Regions from separate parts of the Mus musculus genome. Here region 1 is linked to region 2. The links are chromatin contacts, called in public HiChIP or PLAC-seq maps. All regions are on one chromosome and are shown on one strand. Each heading gives the region's core, a stretch centred on a gene start, on an enhancer-like site or on the middle of the called end of the contact. The rest is flanking DNA. Distances are from core to core; before and after follow the strand shown.

Evidence for each region. HiChIP or PLAC-seq counts read pairs in DNA pulled down with a chosen protein or histone mark.
Region 1: a contact with region 2 is called in an HNF4G HiChIP or PLAC-seq map of pancreatic cancer cells. The contact joins the enhancer-like site here to the promoter of Snn in region 2. A contact is called at or near these places in 2 of 39 promoter capture datasets (macrophages and neural stem cells), 1 of 15 datasets of contacts at CTCF or cohesin (the NIH/3T3 cell line), 4 of 484 Hi-C or Micro-C datasets (cardiomyocytes, embryonic stem cells, muscle stem cells and 1 more), 12 of 115 datasets of contacts at active chromatin or transcription factors (the SCID.adh cell line, bone marrow-derived macrophages, effector CD8 T cells and 7 more) and 2 of 9 other capture datasets (adipose tissue and pancreatic islet).

What each region holds. Positions count from the first base shown.
Region 1 is chr16:11,015,690-11,020,542 of GRCm38.p6, reverse strand. No RefSeq gene overlaps it. Among named protein-coding and RNA genes, the nearest start is that of Gm4262, 9.2 kb to the right of the region's middle. Within about 2 kb of position 2,507, at least 40 of the 459 cell types and tissues checked have an H3K27ac peak or open chromatin away from gene starts, as enhancers often do. A contact at or near this core is called in macrophages, pancreatic cancer cells and trophoblast stem cells, where this site is marked.
Region 2 is chr16:11,062,876-11,067,677 of GRCm38.p6, reverse strand. It overlaps Snn (stannin), which reads right to left and starts at 1,380. Exons shown (of 2, transcript NM_009223.3): 1 at 1,231-1,380. It overlaps Gm9861 (a long non-coding RNA gene), which reads left to right and starts at 1,410. Exons shown (of 2, transcript XR_003951968.1): 1 at 1,410-1,680.

The sequences.
Region 1 (4,853 bases), core at 1,258-3,757, 48 kb after region 2:
GCTGCCTACATTTGATTTTCCTGGGCTGAAGCTTAGAAATCAGAGGAGTCAGGGTCTCCACCCAGGACGCAGGGTTTGGCACCATAGCCTGGAGTTGGGGGTGCACATGTGTGATAGTCACGTGAGTGGGCAGTGGTGCATGGTCCACCCAGGACCTCCTGTGGTGCCTGCACCGAGGTCCCTGAATCACTGCTATGACTACACCTGACCACGTCTAGCTCTCTGTACCCTGCTGGAGTGCTGGCCAGCTTCCCACTTGTGTATTTGCCTGGCTCTGTCTTGTTTCGTTTTGTTCTGAAATTTTATTTATTTTTGTGCATATGAGTGTTTGGCATATGTATTTATGAATCCCTGGCCCGTGGAGATTAGAAGAGGGCGTCAGGTTCCCTGGAACAGGAGTTACAGATGGTTGTAAGCCACCATGTGGGTGCTGGGAATTGAACCTGGGTCCTCTGCAAAAGCAACCAGTGCTCTTAACCACCAAGCCATCTCTCCAGCTCTTTATTTCATTTTATATTGTTTAATTTGAACTCACAATTAAAGTTTGGAGAATGTGGGGCCAGTTAGATGGCTTAGTGGGAAAAAAAAATCAGGGGCTCACTGACCTTCCTCCCCAGAGTAAACAGACTTCATCTGAACAGCCATTGACTTCTCAGCTTCTCCTCCTGGCTCCCTGGTAAGCCTGAGAGTGCATCTCAGGATCTGGAACATTTGGTTATAGGGCTAGGGGCCCATGAAGGCCCAGTGAGCGTGGGAAGAGAGGTGGGGAAAGACAAGAGCTGAGCCAGGCCTGATGGTGCACTCCTGTAATCCCAACACTCAAGAGGTGGAGGCAGGGGGATCGGAAGTCTACCTGCCTCTGCCTCCTGAGTGCCAGGATGACAGGCGTGTTCCATCACACCTGGCTTTGAAAGGTTTGCTTTCATTACCTTGGATCATATATATGTATGTATCTGTGCATCTGAGGCCAGGTGCTCACGGGGGTAGAGGCACCAGGTCCTCTGAAGTTACAAGGTGGCTCTGAGCCACCAACAGGGTCCTCCAGACCTTGGTGATACATGCACATACTGCTGCAGGGACTTGCCCTGACTGGGCTCTGTGAGAATGTGAAGAAATGACAAACACAGGCAGACACAAAGAGAAGCTGGGTTGGGTGGAAGGGGCGGGGTTACTACATACAGGTAAATAAGGAGGCAGTGTTTATGCTGTACAGAAGAATCATGGTAGAACTCACAGTGCGGGAGCACTCACAGAGCAGGAGCACTCTTCAGGCATCTGCGGTGCTGCTGTGGTGCTCATTATCTGTACACAGGATCAGCATTTGTACTTGGACCAGAGAGGAAAGCTTTGCCGTTTTCTCCAGTGGCAACAGCCTTGCTGCTCCTTTGCTCTTTACTAAGGTTGAGATGTCAAGAGTAGCCTCCCAACTGGGCATTTCATCCCAGCACTTGGGAGGCAGAGGCAGGCAGATTTCTGAGTTCAAGGCCAGCCTGGTCTACACAGAGAAACCCTGTCTCGAAAAACCAAAAAAAATAAAAAAGAGTAGCCTCCCCCAGGAAGCTTTCCCTGACTGCCAGCCCCCAGGGGCTTCTGAAGCACCCTCATCAGGAGACCTCCCAGGAACCAATGTCCAGCCAGAGGGCTCTTTTACCAGGTGTGGCTCCCTGGCAGAGCCAGTGCCTGCCCTAGAGAAGGCCCTCCGTTCTGTCCCCAGCACTGTAAAAGCCCAAACAGCTAAGAACTTGTTGGGCTGCTAGAGGCACTGGAGTCAGGGTCAGAGCCTGGGGCTGGGCAGCCCTCACATGCTAGGCTGGGCCTCCCATCCTCTACAGGCCAAACAGACGCGGAACAGTGGACAGCAGAGACAGGAGGTTTATAGGCGATGAGGCCATGTCAGGAAGAGGTGACTTCCCCAACCTCCAGGTTCCTTCAGGATCCTGACCCAAGGGTTAGGTTTAAATGCCTGCGTGGCTGAGCATCTCTGAGCATCTTGGCCCCAGGACCTCATGAAGGTGGTCTGACAAGTTCAGAACCACGTAAAATCTCTTCCTGGGAGACAAGTTCCTCAGGCTGCACCCGCATCGGCCCTTCCTCCCACCAGAAATTCCTGGGGAAATTCCAGTTTGGGGGTGGGGGGACCATTGTTCAATAGTCTGACAGCCAAAGGGGCTGGAGCAGTGTTTTGGGTGGCTCCTGTCTGGTTGCCACAGTAGCTCCTGGGAGGAAGGCTCTGATGCTGCTCAGTGCAGAACAGCTTTTGTAGCTAAAAGTACCCCAGCGTGCCTCCAGAGACCAGGGCTGCAGGCTTGAGAAGCCACTAGGAGGGCAGCTCAGAGCTATCAGCTGAACGTTTGGATCTAGCCTGGCTTCCAGTGGAATTGTAAACATGTCCTTCTGTCCCTCTCAGGGTTAGCATCACAGAGATGTGGGTGTGACGACTAGGGTGTGGCCTGCTGAAGCTTGGGGGCCAGACCTGGGCTTATTACCATCCCGTTTCCCTTGTGTCCAGAGACAGGGAGGAGCCTGCCCTCTCCAGTGGATTCCCCACAAAAGCCCCCGAATGCCTGTGTCACATGTATCCTGCAACGTCACATGACCTGACTTTCAGAAGCAGCCCAGGGTGGAAGTCTGGGCTGGGCAGAACCTACGAAAGATTGGCTTCAGAACAAGTGGTGTCTTCTGTCTCAGACTCCTCATCCTTCCCTGTTGATGCCAGGCATTAACCACCTTTTGTGACTGGCCACCTGGTGACTCTACAACTATCAGGGGAAGGAATGAGCCCACAGAGAGACTCGTGTGTGTGTGTGTGTGTGTGTGTGTCTGTGTGTGTGTGTGTTGCTGTCTCCACAACGTGGGGGAGTGGGACTTTGTTCTTAATTAGCTGCAGATTTACAGGTATTTCCTGGCAAGGTTAGATTCCTCAGCTATGCCTAAATGTCTGATGGGCAGCAAATGGCTTTTTAAGTGTATTATATGTCACATGGAGGCAAATGTGGTACTAGAAATTGTTTATCTGACCTTCAGATTGAGCTAGATATTGATAAGTTATCTCCACTAACTAAATGAGCCAATTTAGACCAAATTAAATGTAAAAGCAGCTCTCTGTTAAGTTCACTGACCACATAGGAGGGAGTCAGTGAAATCCCCATACTGAGGGAGACAGAGGGGAAGGGAAGAGAAGAGAAATCATGGAGAGAGACAGAGAGAGAGAGAGAGAGAGAGAGAGAGAGAGAGAGAGAGAGAGAGGAAGAAGAAGAAGAAGAAGAAGAAGAAGAAGAAGAAGAAGAAGAAGAAGAAGAAGAGAAGAAAAAGAAGAAGAGGAAGAAGGAGGAGGAAGAGGAGGGGGAGGGGGAGGGGGAGGAGGAGGAGGAGGAGGAGGAGGAGGAGGAAAAGAGAGGAAAGGAGAGAAGAGGAGAGAAGAGAAGAAGAGTAATGCAAGCCGGGCGGTAGTGGCACACGCCTTTAATCCCAGCACTTGTGAGGCAGAGGCAGGCGGATTTTTGAGTTTGAAGCCAGCCTGGTCTACAAAGTGAGTTCCAGGACAGCCAGGGCTACATAGAAAAGCCCTGTCTCGAAAAAACAAACAAACAAACAAACAAAAAACAAAAGAAGGTGGAGGAGGAGGAGGAGGAGGAAGAGGAAGAAGAAGAGGAAAAGGAAGAAGAAGAAGAAGAAGAAGAAGAAGAAGAAGAAGAAGAAGAAGAAGAAGAAGAAGAAGAAGAAGAAGAAGAAGAAGAAGAGTGATGCAAAGGTGAGGGCAGGAAAAGCAAACTAAAGTGCTAAAGTGTCTGGATTATTTAGGAGGGAGTGTCTGGGTGAGAGGAAGCCCAACGAGAGGAAGGTTCTGTGTAGATGTAAGGGTGTGCCAGCCAAGCCCCATAACAGGTAGGGACTGAGGAATGCTGGGAGAACTTTGGTATGTTAAATATGCACCTCAGTTCCTTGTCCCTGGTCTGACTCACAACATCCCAGCCTTTTGTCGATAATAAATGAATAAGAATGACATAATCGTCTATGACTACTTCCTGCTGACGTTGGGGCATTGTTATTGGGGGCCCAAAATCTGGAATGCTGGCCAAGGTTGGTAAGAGTTGGATGCTGTCCAAGTTCTGCAGGACCATCTGGGTCTAGGGATGTAAAGGCCCAGTTGGAACTCTTTGTGAGGCTAGACTGGAGCACCTGTGGGTAACTGCTTCGGAGTTGCCCTGGATGCAGGTCTCCAGGAAGCACTGGGACTTGATAGGATGCTGGGGCAGATATATATGTTAGGGGTAGGAAATAAAGTTAAGGATTTTAGGGAGAAAAAATTTGCTTGGGTGTATGTTTGAAACTTTTAGGCCCGTGGTCTTGATGGTTGGGGGTGGGGGACAAGACCATGGAAAGGGAAATAGATCCCACCCTCAGAAATAGATGGGGGAAACAGACTGTTGATTAACAGTGCTTATTGGAGTCCATTTGACCTGTGAGATGTGGAACCAAATGGATTCCTCGAAGCTTGCCAGAACCTTTTAAGTTCACAAAAAGAGATGCATTTTAGATATGTTAGTATTAGGCTGTTTGTAATCGGTATCTCAAATCTACATTGCAGAAAGAGCAGCAGGCTCACGCCTTTGAGTCATAGTAAAGCTACAGTAAAATGAGTTTGGTCAAGAACATTAACACCCTGGAAGTCTTCCTACAACAGTAGCGTAGTGAGAGGGAGCTCCTGTAGCAGCTTTTCATTCCTCTTACACACACACCCTGTCACTTTCCTCTTACACACCCTGTCACTTTCCTCTTACACACCCTGTCACTTTCCTCTTACACACCCTGTCACTTTCCTCTTACACACCCTGTCACTTTCCTCTTACACA
Region 2 (4,802 bases), core at 131-2,630:
AGAAAAGGGAACATCTATCATGGCTGTGCCCATTGTCCTCTCCCCTCCCCTTCCTCCTCCAGAAGAGAAATCTGCTCCAGATGCCACCCTACTCCCAGTTCTTATGCCAGGAAAGGAAACTAAGACTAAGAAGTTTGGGAACTGCCCGAGGTGAGCTGCAATCTCATAGTCCAAGCCTGAATTCTGCCCCCACTCGTCAGGGTCCCATCTGGCCATACAACTCTGGCGGTGATATAATAGTCGATGCTGAAAAGTTCCTTGATGCCACACTTTTGAGCTCCAACATCTCATGTGGATCTCTCCAAAACTTCTGCATCAAAACAATCCTAGAACCGAATGACTGCTCTTCCTACTTGACAAATAATCTGTAGCTTAGAGAAGTTAACTCGGTCCCCAAGGTCACACAGTTTAAAAAGTGGAGGTGCAGATACCCAGGAAGCCCCGATCCTAAATAACCGATTTCAAACCTGATTCTAAAACGTCATATGTCTGACCTGTCTTCTTTCTCCTGAAAGCTGAGCACAATGAGTCTGTGTTTGACCCCTCCTTAGGAGATAGTCTAGGTGACCTGGGTCGAGAGGACTGGACACTAATGACAAGCGTCCCAGCAGCTCCCGCGTGCTGAGCGCGGGCGGTGTGCAGGCGCGGTGCCAGGCGACGCCGCGTCTCTCCCACTCTATCGAAGGAGCAAGGCGAGGCGCTAGGGAAGTAGGGGCCTGTTCAGGGGGCGACAGCTGAGGAGGAAACGACAGCTGAAGACAAATCAAGTCCGCCTGACCCCAGTTTTTTTCCCTGGGGGGGGGGTCCCAGAGACCCATTCAAGCCCACGCCGCGCAATCACTGCCGACCCGACCTGGGACCAAACGCTGCGGCTCAGCCTCAGTCTCCCCACCAATGAAACGAGCGCCAGATTTTCCCTGGGCCCCCGTTCCCCTCGATCCCATCTTGACCACGCTGGGGCGCTGCCAGGAACCCCGTCAATGCGGAGTGAGTGTTCCGGGCAGCCCGGAGGATCCGCGCAGGACATAGAACCGTGGGTCACGGAGAGGGGCAGATGCCCAGCCAAGCAGCCTCCGCCCCCCGCTACCTCCTTTGTCCCAATCCCGCGGCGGAGGACAAAGAGCCCCCGCCCGCGCGCGGCATCTGCCGCGCCGACCCGCCAGCGCCGCACCCCGATCCATCCGGCGCGTCCCTTCCCCCTACCCGCCTGCTCTGCCCATCCCTGCTGACCATGTCGCGGCCCGCAGTCCTGTGCAATTAGCCAGCAGCAGCCCCGCCGCCCCGGCTCCGCCTGCGCGCCAGCCGGGTCGGCCGCGGAGCCCTCGCCAGACGCCAGAGCCCGATCAGCAGGGGGCGAGGTGCTTGGGCTCCGCCCTGATTGGGGGCGGGGCGCTCTGGTGCGACCAACTGGAGATCGCGCTGGGACGGCGGGGCGGAGCGGAGCGGGCTGGGTGGAGTCACGTGCGCTCTGGGCCCGGAGGCGCACAATGGGCAGAGGGAGTGTAAGCAAGGGGGTGGGTAGTGTTTCTCAGCTGGCGGCTCCCGGAGCTGGGGCAGAGAAGGCGGGAGGCCAGGCTTCCTTGAGCGCTTATTGGGTGCCGGCAGTACTGGGCCTGCGCCTGGCGTCCTCTTTCTTCGAGGGTCAACCCAACGACAGAGGGGAAACTGAGGCGCACAGCGGTAAGAGTGTGATACACCGCCCGGAGATTACAGGCAGAGACGAATGATTTTCTTTCCTTTTCTCATCTTTTCTTTTCTCTTCTTTTCTTCCTTCCTTTTTTCCCCTTCAATTCCATCATTATCCTTTCATCTATCCACCCTTCTGCACTGATCATGTATCTTGCTGCGCCCTTGAGCCACTAGCCAGACAAACCAGGTCCTGTCCTCAGGGATGCGGACTCAATAACCTCTTAGTTAAGCCTTCACCAAGTGCCGTACTCTGTTCAGTCCACTCAACAACATCAAAAGAACGCCAAATAAAAACATACCGACCCATTTGACATGAGGAACTCAACACTCCAGAAGACTTAAAATACTCTGATGTGCTGTCCTGGAGGCAGGATTTGAAGCTAGACACAACTGGCTAGGAACACAAAGGTGCTAATTGGTGTACTGACTGCCCCCCAAAAAGAGTCTGAGAGAGGATGGGACACTCCGTGATGGCCACCAGGAACTCCACAAAGAGTTTGAAGACCTCTGAGGCCCAAGGTACTTGGGAAGCCAGGAAGAAATAACTTGGTTGGGGCAGATAAGACTGGGATATCCCCCTGGGAGCTGGGAAGCTAGGGACTGCTAACTTTCTTAAGGTCCTGCACACAAGCTGAAGTGTGGGAACTCCCTCACTTCACCTCAGCAGAGTGATTCCCCTCCATACCTCTCATCCTTTGGCCCATGTCATTTCTTTTATCTTAAACGTTCTTCCACACCATCTTTCAGATCTCAGCTTCACACCCTTGCTCTCTTTCCCAGTCAATGGACTTTCATGTCCATTGGGAAATCGTGTTTTCTAAGGGCATCTCATTAGCTTTCAGTCTCCGTTTCAGGACTAAGACTGAATCGTTCACTGGTGAGCCTACAGAACAGTCAGTACACAGTAGGCTCTTTATAAGATATAATGAATGAATAGTAAGATGGCAAGGCTGTCTCTGCTGCTGAAGGACTGGGCTGAGGAAGTAAGCTGGCTTTGGTGTAGAGAGGCAGAAGGAAGCAGGGCTCTGGGCCAGCTGCCGTAGAGCCTAGAGCCTGATGGCTCTGAACAGCTCCTGTTCACAGACCTGCCCATCGCTGTGCGTCCTCAGAGCTCCTGCCTCTCATTAGTGGTCTAGGCCTGGAATAGGTAGGTCCAGAACTCCAGAGCTGGGGCTGGCAGGGAGATAAACACGAGCAGGTATATATATGACTGAGGGGAGGACGTGGGGAGAGGTGAGCAGCATACCACAGAAATGACTTCAAATCTAGCCTTGCCTACTGGAGGGCTAACCTAACCTCTGTGTCTCACTTTTCCTCATCTGAAAAATGGGGTCATCAGCAAACAAACCTCATGGAACTGGGAACCCATCAAGTAATGGGCACAGGGGAAGGACGCCTACCTGCTCACTGGTTACCTTACTAACATGGGTAAGTTTAGAGAAGACTCAGATCACCACATTTGGATTTTGGCCGGTGACTTCACCTCTCTGAGCCTCAGCTCCTCGGCTTCATGGTGGGTCTCCTGCATCCCACTGTTGGAGATGGTGAGAAAGGCAGTGACTGGCAGAAACCCAGATAGCTCTGTTACCTCGCTGGTGCTAACAATAATAGACAGGACTAATTTCAAAAGTGGCAGGCTAATAGAACACTTGTCTAGCATGCAAGAGGACCGGGTTTCATCCCCAGGACTGCATAGAGAGGACACAGCAGCACACATCTATAATCTCAGTATTTGGGAGATAGAGTCAGAATCAGGAACTCAAAGGTCTTCCTTATCTACATTTTGAGTTTGAGGCCTGCCTGGGCTACATAAGTGCCAGTCTGGCACTTAGAATGAATTGATTACTTTACTAAACACTGCATATTCCCAAACCCAACCCCTAATGTACAGATGAGGACACTGGAGTACAAACAAGTATATGCCTCAAAGTCACCCAAGAGAGTGTCACAATGCAATAGTTGCTTTGAACCTGAGATTCTGTTTTGTTGTCATTGTTGTTGTTTTATTTGTTTTTGGCTTTTTGAAACAGGGTCTCTCTGTGTAGCCCTGGCTGATCTGGAACTCACTCTGTAGATCAGGCTGGTCTCGAACTCACAGAGATCTGCCCACCTCTGTCTCCTGGGTGTTGGAACTAAAGGCATGAGCCACCACCGCCTGGCCTAGATTTTGCTTTTCTTATGAGCTCCCAGGAGTGGGTGATAAGTGGAAAACACACTTTGAGCAGTCAGTGGGTAAGTCAGCTACTGAAGGTGGCAGAGGCTGCAGGCATCTTGCCTGTGGTTGAGCCACGGGGGCAGCTGGGAGCCCTGCACTTATAGCCAGGAGCCTGCTTTACCCAGGCCCTTACTCTCTCTCCGTGACAAGCAGGCAGGATGTCTTGCTCTCCTCTGGCAACCCGCATCCTCTCTCTGGGCCCCTTCTTTCTCTATGGTGACATCTGGCCCAGGGTCTTCCCAGTGGGACTGGCTGGAGGTTCTCAGATTTTCATTAACAAGAAAGATAAGGGCTCGCTGGGGCCCAGCTGGGCCTGCTGTGGGCCGGCCTGGCCCTGTGCCCACTTCCCCAGAACGCCAGAGGCACTGGGACAAGACGTGGCTTGCTGGGGCTGGGTGTAGAGAGAGAGGCCTGGGAGGAGACACCCTGCAGCAGGGCCTTCCTGCACAGCCAGCAATTAGGAGGCTGAGCCGGTCAGCTGCCTCCCAGGAATTCCCAGGAGAGGCTTAAGCCTAAAAACAAAGTGAAACTTAGTTGCCCACAGGGAGTTTCCTGGCCAGGGAGAGGAGAACCGCTGGTGAATTCTACAGAATGAGGCTAGGTGGAACATAGAGAATTTCCCCTTCTGCGAAACAAAAAGCAAAGCTCAGGCCTCACTGAATGCTGAATAGCCAGCTTCATTGTGTTATCTGTGGCGGGTTCTGCCTCTTACATACAGAGAGAAGGCTTCCTGGCCCATCTCAGACAGCTGACACTCCTGAGCTACAGGTGTTGTTTTCTAAGCATTTATGCCTCGGTTCCCTTTGTCTTATGAGCCAGATGTTGCTTTCTCATTTTTGACAGTAACACACTGGTCCCTTTTTAAATGGTTCTATTTCGGGGAAAATCACTGAATGTT